Regions from separate parts of the Rattus norvegicus genome. Here region 2 is linked to region 1. A link is a contact called in public Hi-C data. All regions are on one chromosome and are shown on one strand. Each heading gives the region's core, a stretch centred on a gene start, on an enhancer-like site or on the middle of the called end of the contact. The rest is flanking DNA. Distances are from core to core; before and after follow the strand shown.

Evidence for each region. Hi-C and Micro-C count contacts between places; a contact is called where the count stands out from the background.
Region 2: a contact with region 1 is called in a Hi-C map of Schwann cells, with 16 times the contacts expected there. The contact joins the promoter of Aqp5 here to the enhancer-like site in region 1. A contact is called at or near these places in 10 of 12 Hi-C or Micro-C datasets (the A7r5 cell line, the Rat2 cell line, Schwann cells and 6 more) and 1 of 1 datasets of contacts at active chromatin or transcription factors (oligodendrocytes).

What each region holds. Positions count from the first base shown.
Region 1 is chr7:132,508,285-132,511,295 of GRCr8, reverse strand. No RefSeq gene overlaps it. Among named protein-coding and RNA genes, the nearest start is that of Bcdin3d, 21 kb to the right of the region's middle. Within about 2 kb of position 1,510, at least 36 of the 93 cell types and tissues checked have an H3K27ac peak or open chromatin away from gene starts, as enhancers often do. A contact at or near this core is called in Schwann cells, where this site is marked.
Region 2 is chr7:132,600,246-132,602,986 of GRCr8, reverse strand. Aqp5 (aquaporin 5) reads right to left here and starts at 1,459. Exons shown (of 4, transcript NM_012779.2): 1 at 989-1,459. The coding sequence starts at 1,351.

The DNA of each region.
Region 1 (3,011 bases), core at 261-2,760:
CCCTGCCTCTCCCCACTCTGCCTACTCTCTAGCCTTCAAGAAATATTACAGAAGCATTTGAAGTTTTGTTCGATCTCGGCTATTTGAGGAGGGAGGGTGGTATGGAGGGGCGGTTGGGGTGGGTGATGGTGTAAATGAACCCACTGCTGCAGTCCAGGGTTATCGACACATCCCCATGGCAGAGGTAAAGCTGAGTGGCTGAGAAAGTCTTGGACAAACCCTAGTAAACCCGAAGGACAGCCAGCTATTTCCTCCAGTCTGAGTCTGGGCTGCACTGAGACTCGTCCGTGTAGCCCATAGATGTGTGGGTGGACAGGCACTGACATCTCTGGGGATTTGTGACACCCCCACCTGCCCCTATCACCCAACCTGGCATCCGGAGACGCCAAACTCTTAGGTTTTCCCTCCCTGGAAGTCAGCTGGGAGGCAGGATTCCTGGCTTCTAGTTCTGGCCTCACTGCCAACAGACTTAATTCCTAAGCGAGGGCAGCTTTCTGTCTGTGGCTGTTTTCCTATCTGCAAGCTGGAAGTCCCCAACGAGTGCCAGTGTGGGGCAGGGAGAGGCACCAAGACACTTGGCTGACTTCCTCATCTAGTTGCTCCCCTTTTGAGTGCCTCTCCTAATCTCTAGCTTCAGTTCTAGAAAGGTTTAAAGCCCCTCCCCCACCGACATGTCGCCCTCACTCTGGCCGGTTTCCCAGAATCCACTTGTCCAAGTCCTCTTCTGAGACAATTTATGCAGAGACGGAGGATTGAGAAAATTTTCCAAGGCTAAGTTCCAAAAGAACTGGGGGGGGGGGGGGCAAGCCCTCAGCCATAAATAATGTGACCGGGGCACAAGTCACAGTGATCTTAAAGATGGCTGGTGAGGGTGAAGAGGCCCAGCGGGGTTTTCTCCTGTCAGCTACCTAGCCCACCGCTAAACGGACTCCAGGGTTGGAAAAAGCCTTGATGTCGACCCCTGGTGGGGCAGTAAGGAGTCCCGGGCATAGCTGGGTGGGTCTTGGCAGGAGGAAGGGCGGGGAAACAAGAATGGAGGATTATGGGGAATGCGGGATTATGAGAAACCGAAGCAGGGCAGGTGCGGCAAACTGTGAAGGAGGAAGGACTCCTTTGGTCCCTTGCATTTTTGGCTTGGGTGGGAACGGACCTATGACAGGGTTGGTTGGATTTCATAAGGCTTGAGGGAGCTCTAGAATCTGTGATGTGAGGCTAAAAGCCCTCTGAAGAATCGTGACAGACCAGGAGGTTCCCCTCCGAAGCTCAAGATAGGACGAAGTAGAGACATTAAGTCCCTCACTCCCCACACCAATTCCTGGGTCCGTGCACAGCTCTTTCGGTATAGCCCGAGGAAACCACAAGACTTCCTCGGGTATGGTGTGGTTCTTCCATTCCATGCCCTTTCTTCTGTGTGAGCCCTGCAGGATCCCTCAAGCACCCTTATTCCAAAAGGCCGAGGGGGGGCAAGTTGGGAATTTTACACACGGACTCTGCTGCCCCCTTTCGGCTATTAGAGGAAAAGCGGAGTCTGGTTTTGCAGGAGGAGAATCCGTCCCGGTCCCCGGGGGCACAGTGACGTGGGGCAGGACTCTGCTTCTCTTAGACCTGTCTTCCCAACAGACATCTTTTTGTGCATTGATTGTCACATCTCTCAAGACACAATTGACCTGCCTGCCAAAACCCATCTCTACTCAGTCCCCTGCCCTAAGTTTTTCCTGAGTGCCTCAGGGCGGGGATCTAGCACGAGACACAAAAGGACTCACCTGCCACACACTCAGACGGGGCTGCCCTTTTGTCAGCAACTCCTCGAGTTCCCTGTTAGTCTCTCCCGAGTGCCCATCTCTGGCTTTGCCTGTCCAAGATCTGTGACTGACCGGAAATAAGAATAAAAGCAATCAGGGTTGGGGATTTAGCTCAGTGGTAGAGGGCTTGCCTAGGAAGCACAAGGCCCTGGGTTCGGTCCCCAGCTCTGAAAAAAAAGAACCAAAAAAAAAAAATAAAAAATAAAAAAATAAAAGCAATCACTAAGACACAAACTGTTTGCTTGAGGCCTCAGCTGGCTCTGTGGAGTGCGTGAAATGTCACTGAGCCACGGGGTGGCTTTCCTGCAGAAGCCACTTGAAATCCCCATCTGCATGCAGACTGACCCAAACTTGTTGGTCCATCGGAGCCTGCACTTTTCCGGGCCCTAATGCTAGAAGAGTCTTTACTTTCAGCAAAAGTGTTTCCTTAAAGTGGAGAGGGTGGACACACCCCAAAGCAGCAGCTTTGAACCTATAAAGTTAGAGCTTTGAGGGGCCATCTCCTGCATCCCAGAGCCACAGAACTTACAGCACACGGGCAAAAGCACCCTTTGAGAGGAGGGAGGAGGAGAGGGGGAGGGATCTACTCCCCACTCTTTTACATAGGAGGAAGCTTAGAAGCCAAAGTTTTCAGTGGTCAATTACTGATGGAGTGGGATCAGAAGGCAAACCAGTTAATGATTATGTCAACAGATTTCCCATTGTGTGCTGGATAGTTTTATGTCAACTTGACACAAACTAGGGTCATCTGAGGGGTTATGCCTCCATAAGATCAAGCTGTAGGCAGACCTGTAGGGCATTGTGGGTGGTTCCGCCTCTGGGCTGGTGGGCCTAGGATTCTATAAGAGAGCAGGCTGAACAAGCTGTGAGGAGGAAGTCAGTAAGCAGCACCCCTCCATGGCCTCTGCATCAGTTCCTGCCTCCAGGTTCCTGCCCTGTGTGAGTTCCAGGCCTGACTTCCTTTGACGATGAACAGCAAGGTGGAAAGTGTAAGCCAAACAAACCATTTCCTCCCCAACTTGGTCATGGTGTCTTATCCATGCTGTAGTAACCCAAACTAAGACACATGGGTGGGTGCCCTCGTGTGTGGGAAGGAACATGGTCACACTGGAAGGGGAGAGGGAGCATTATCTTAAAAAAAAAAAAAAGGAAAAGGTCCCAGTGTGTACAGAGCACGCCACAGCCATGAAGAGCAGAAGGAAACAGCAG
Region 2 (2,741 bases), core at 210-2,709, 92 kb before region 1:
TGACAGGGGTAGACAAGCGAGGCTCTGGTCTTCAAGGACACCTAGAGCCTGAGCTCTTGGAAGCCAAGAGCATGACCCAGACGGGCTATTGGAGAAACCGCACTTCAGTGTGCACAAGCTTGAAGCTCTCAGGCCTGTAGCCGGAGGGTAGGGTGTCAGCGAGTTTTCCTGGGTGCCATCATGTCAACGACTCTGCCCAATCCCCAGCCCCCATGAGCTGGCATTTACCCTCCCTCCTGTGGGCAGCTGCCCAGTTTGCCTACTGCAAACAGCCCCTGGCCTCCTATCCGTGCCTGACCCACTGCCAGTGCCAACTTCAAACCCGTCTCTCCAGTGGCTGACTCACAGCTTGACAATGGCCGAGAAAATCCTCCTCTGTGTTTGATTAATGAGCCCAGTTCACATGGGACAGGGGGCTGAATCTAGGGCTCCAAAAATGGGGAGACAACAGGAGGCAGGAACAGGGATTACAGAAGAGGGAGCCAGTATTGGGGGCGGTGTCCCATCATGGCTTCCAAGTGCAATCCCCACGACACTGTGCTCTAATCACCTCCACGTAATGGCTAATAAACTGGAAGCCCAGGGAGATCACGGTTGCTCTAGACCGGGACTGATTACTACTACCCCTTGCTCTCTGGTGGGTCTGTTAAAATGACACCACCAAGGGGATGACAAGAAAGAACTCACAGGTGAGATTAGAAATTGAAGAGATGTCTCGGTGGCCAGGGGGAGTTAGGCCAGGAAGAGCGGCCTAAGAGGGAAGGGTAGAGGAGGTAGAATGTGAAGAGAAGCCAGGACCAAGGAGCCAGGACCAGGGAGCACCGAGCTTGGCTAGGAGGTTGGTCAGCCTGTTCTTACCGGCATAGTTGTGCACTGTTGCTTGGCTTGTACCCTTTATCCTTTCTTAAGAAGGGGGAAGCATGGAGGATCTGGTCTGAAATGTCCCCAGCGTCCCTGGCCATCCCTCCACAGTCTGGTGGACACTCACCGCATTGACGGCCAGGTTACCCCGGGCATTGAGTGGCGCCAGCCAGTACAGGATGCCTGCCCCAGCAATGGCGCCCACCAGCTGGGCTGCCACGTAGAAGACAGCTCGGAGCAGCGAGATCTGGTTTCCTATTAAGAGGGCCAGAGTAATGGCTGGATTGATGTGGCCACCACTCACAGGTCCCAGAGCTTGGGCTAAGGTACCTATGGCCAGGCCAAAGGCAATTGAGATTTGCAGAATGGTGGGCAGAGCCGAGGGCCACTTGAGTGCTGAGCCCAGGCCAAAGAAGACGAAGATGAGGGTGGCCAGGAACTCTGCGAACACCGCCTTGAAGAAGGCAAGGGAGCACACCTCCTTTTTCATGGTGGCCTTGGGGGCCCGGTGGCAGCGGGAGGGTTGCGGGGCGGCCGTCGGGGCGGCGCTGGTAGCGGCGGGCGTCTGTCTGCGGGGCTCTGCGCGCGGTGCGGTGCCCACTCGGTGGCAGGTGACCTGGCGCGGACCGGGCAGGGGCGCGCTATATAGAGGGCGCGCGCCCCGCGGCGGGCAGAGCGCGGGGGGGCCGGGGGCGGCTCCCGCGCCCAGGGGCCAGCGCAGAGCGCAGGGCGCGAGCCTGGCCGGGGCGCGCTCGCCTCCCCCCGCTCCGCGCGCCCCGGGCCCCCCAGCCGCACAGCGGCGGACCCGCCCGGGCCACGTGACCCACGCGGCGGTGTAAACCGGCCCCGCGGCCTGGGTCGCGCGCATCGTGCGCTCAGCGCTGTTCCCGCGCCCTCCTGGCCGACGTGCGTGCGGGACTCCCCGGGCTGCTGAGCGCGGTCCTGGCTCTCCGCTCCCACAGAGCTCTGGAAGTCCGTCTCCGGCCGGCTTTACCGGCGTCCCGGGCCGACCGGCAGCCTTCCCCCTTTCTCCTCCTCTGGCTCGCGCGACCCGAGCATCTTGACCCGGTCTCACCCTCGGCCCGGCCAGAGTGATGCGATTCTCTGAGGACAGCGCCTCTTAGCTCCCAATCCGCCCGTGGCGGGGGCGGTTCGGCCATTGTGGGCCTCTCCCCGGTCCAGCCCGGCGGGAGCGGGGGCGTTGGGTCGGGAGCGCAATGCCAGCCTAATGGCAATCCTCGACGCCGCGTGTGGCAGTGTTGGCTCTAGGCAGCGGGCTCTAGGAGGCGTTCTCAGTGGGAGCCCTTGGGGACCTCGGAGTGTTGACCAATTTGGGTTGTTTGGGCTTAGGGAAGTGGCCCTGAGACTGGTGTCAGAGGGAAGGATCTTGGCCTCTTCTGTTTCCAACCCACCAGAACTCCCTCACTTTAGACCTTTGAGTGGCTGTTTGCTTTTTATCCTTGTTCTTTCTTCTCTCTCTCTCTCTCTCTCTCTCTCTCTCTCTCTCTCTCTCTCTCTCTCTCTCTCTCCATGTGCGTGAGTTCCTCCATCTCTCTGACTCTTGGTTTTTGCTTTTTCTTTCTTTTTTTCCCCCAGTCAATCCGTCCATTACTGTTTCTAGCTCTTTCCTTGGTCTCTTTTAACCTGTGGGTCTTTATTTCTGCCCGGCTATCTCCCATTCCTACGTCGGACACTCATACAGTTTGTCTTTCTGGCCCCCACCCCCACCCCATCAAGTCCTTCCACTCTTGTACTGGGCAGCACATTTTTATAGTTTCCAGCTCCCTCTTGTCCTCCCAACCCTCCCTCTGCAGGTTTGGTATGTGTGAAAGGAGATTGGAGGGCTTTCCAGGGTTTGGGGGCAGGGCAAGGATCCACCC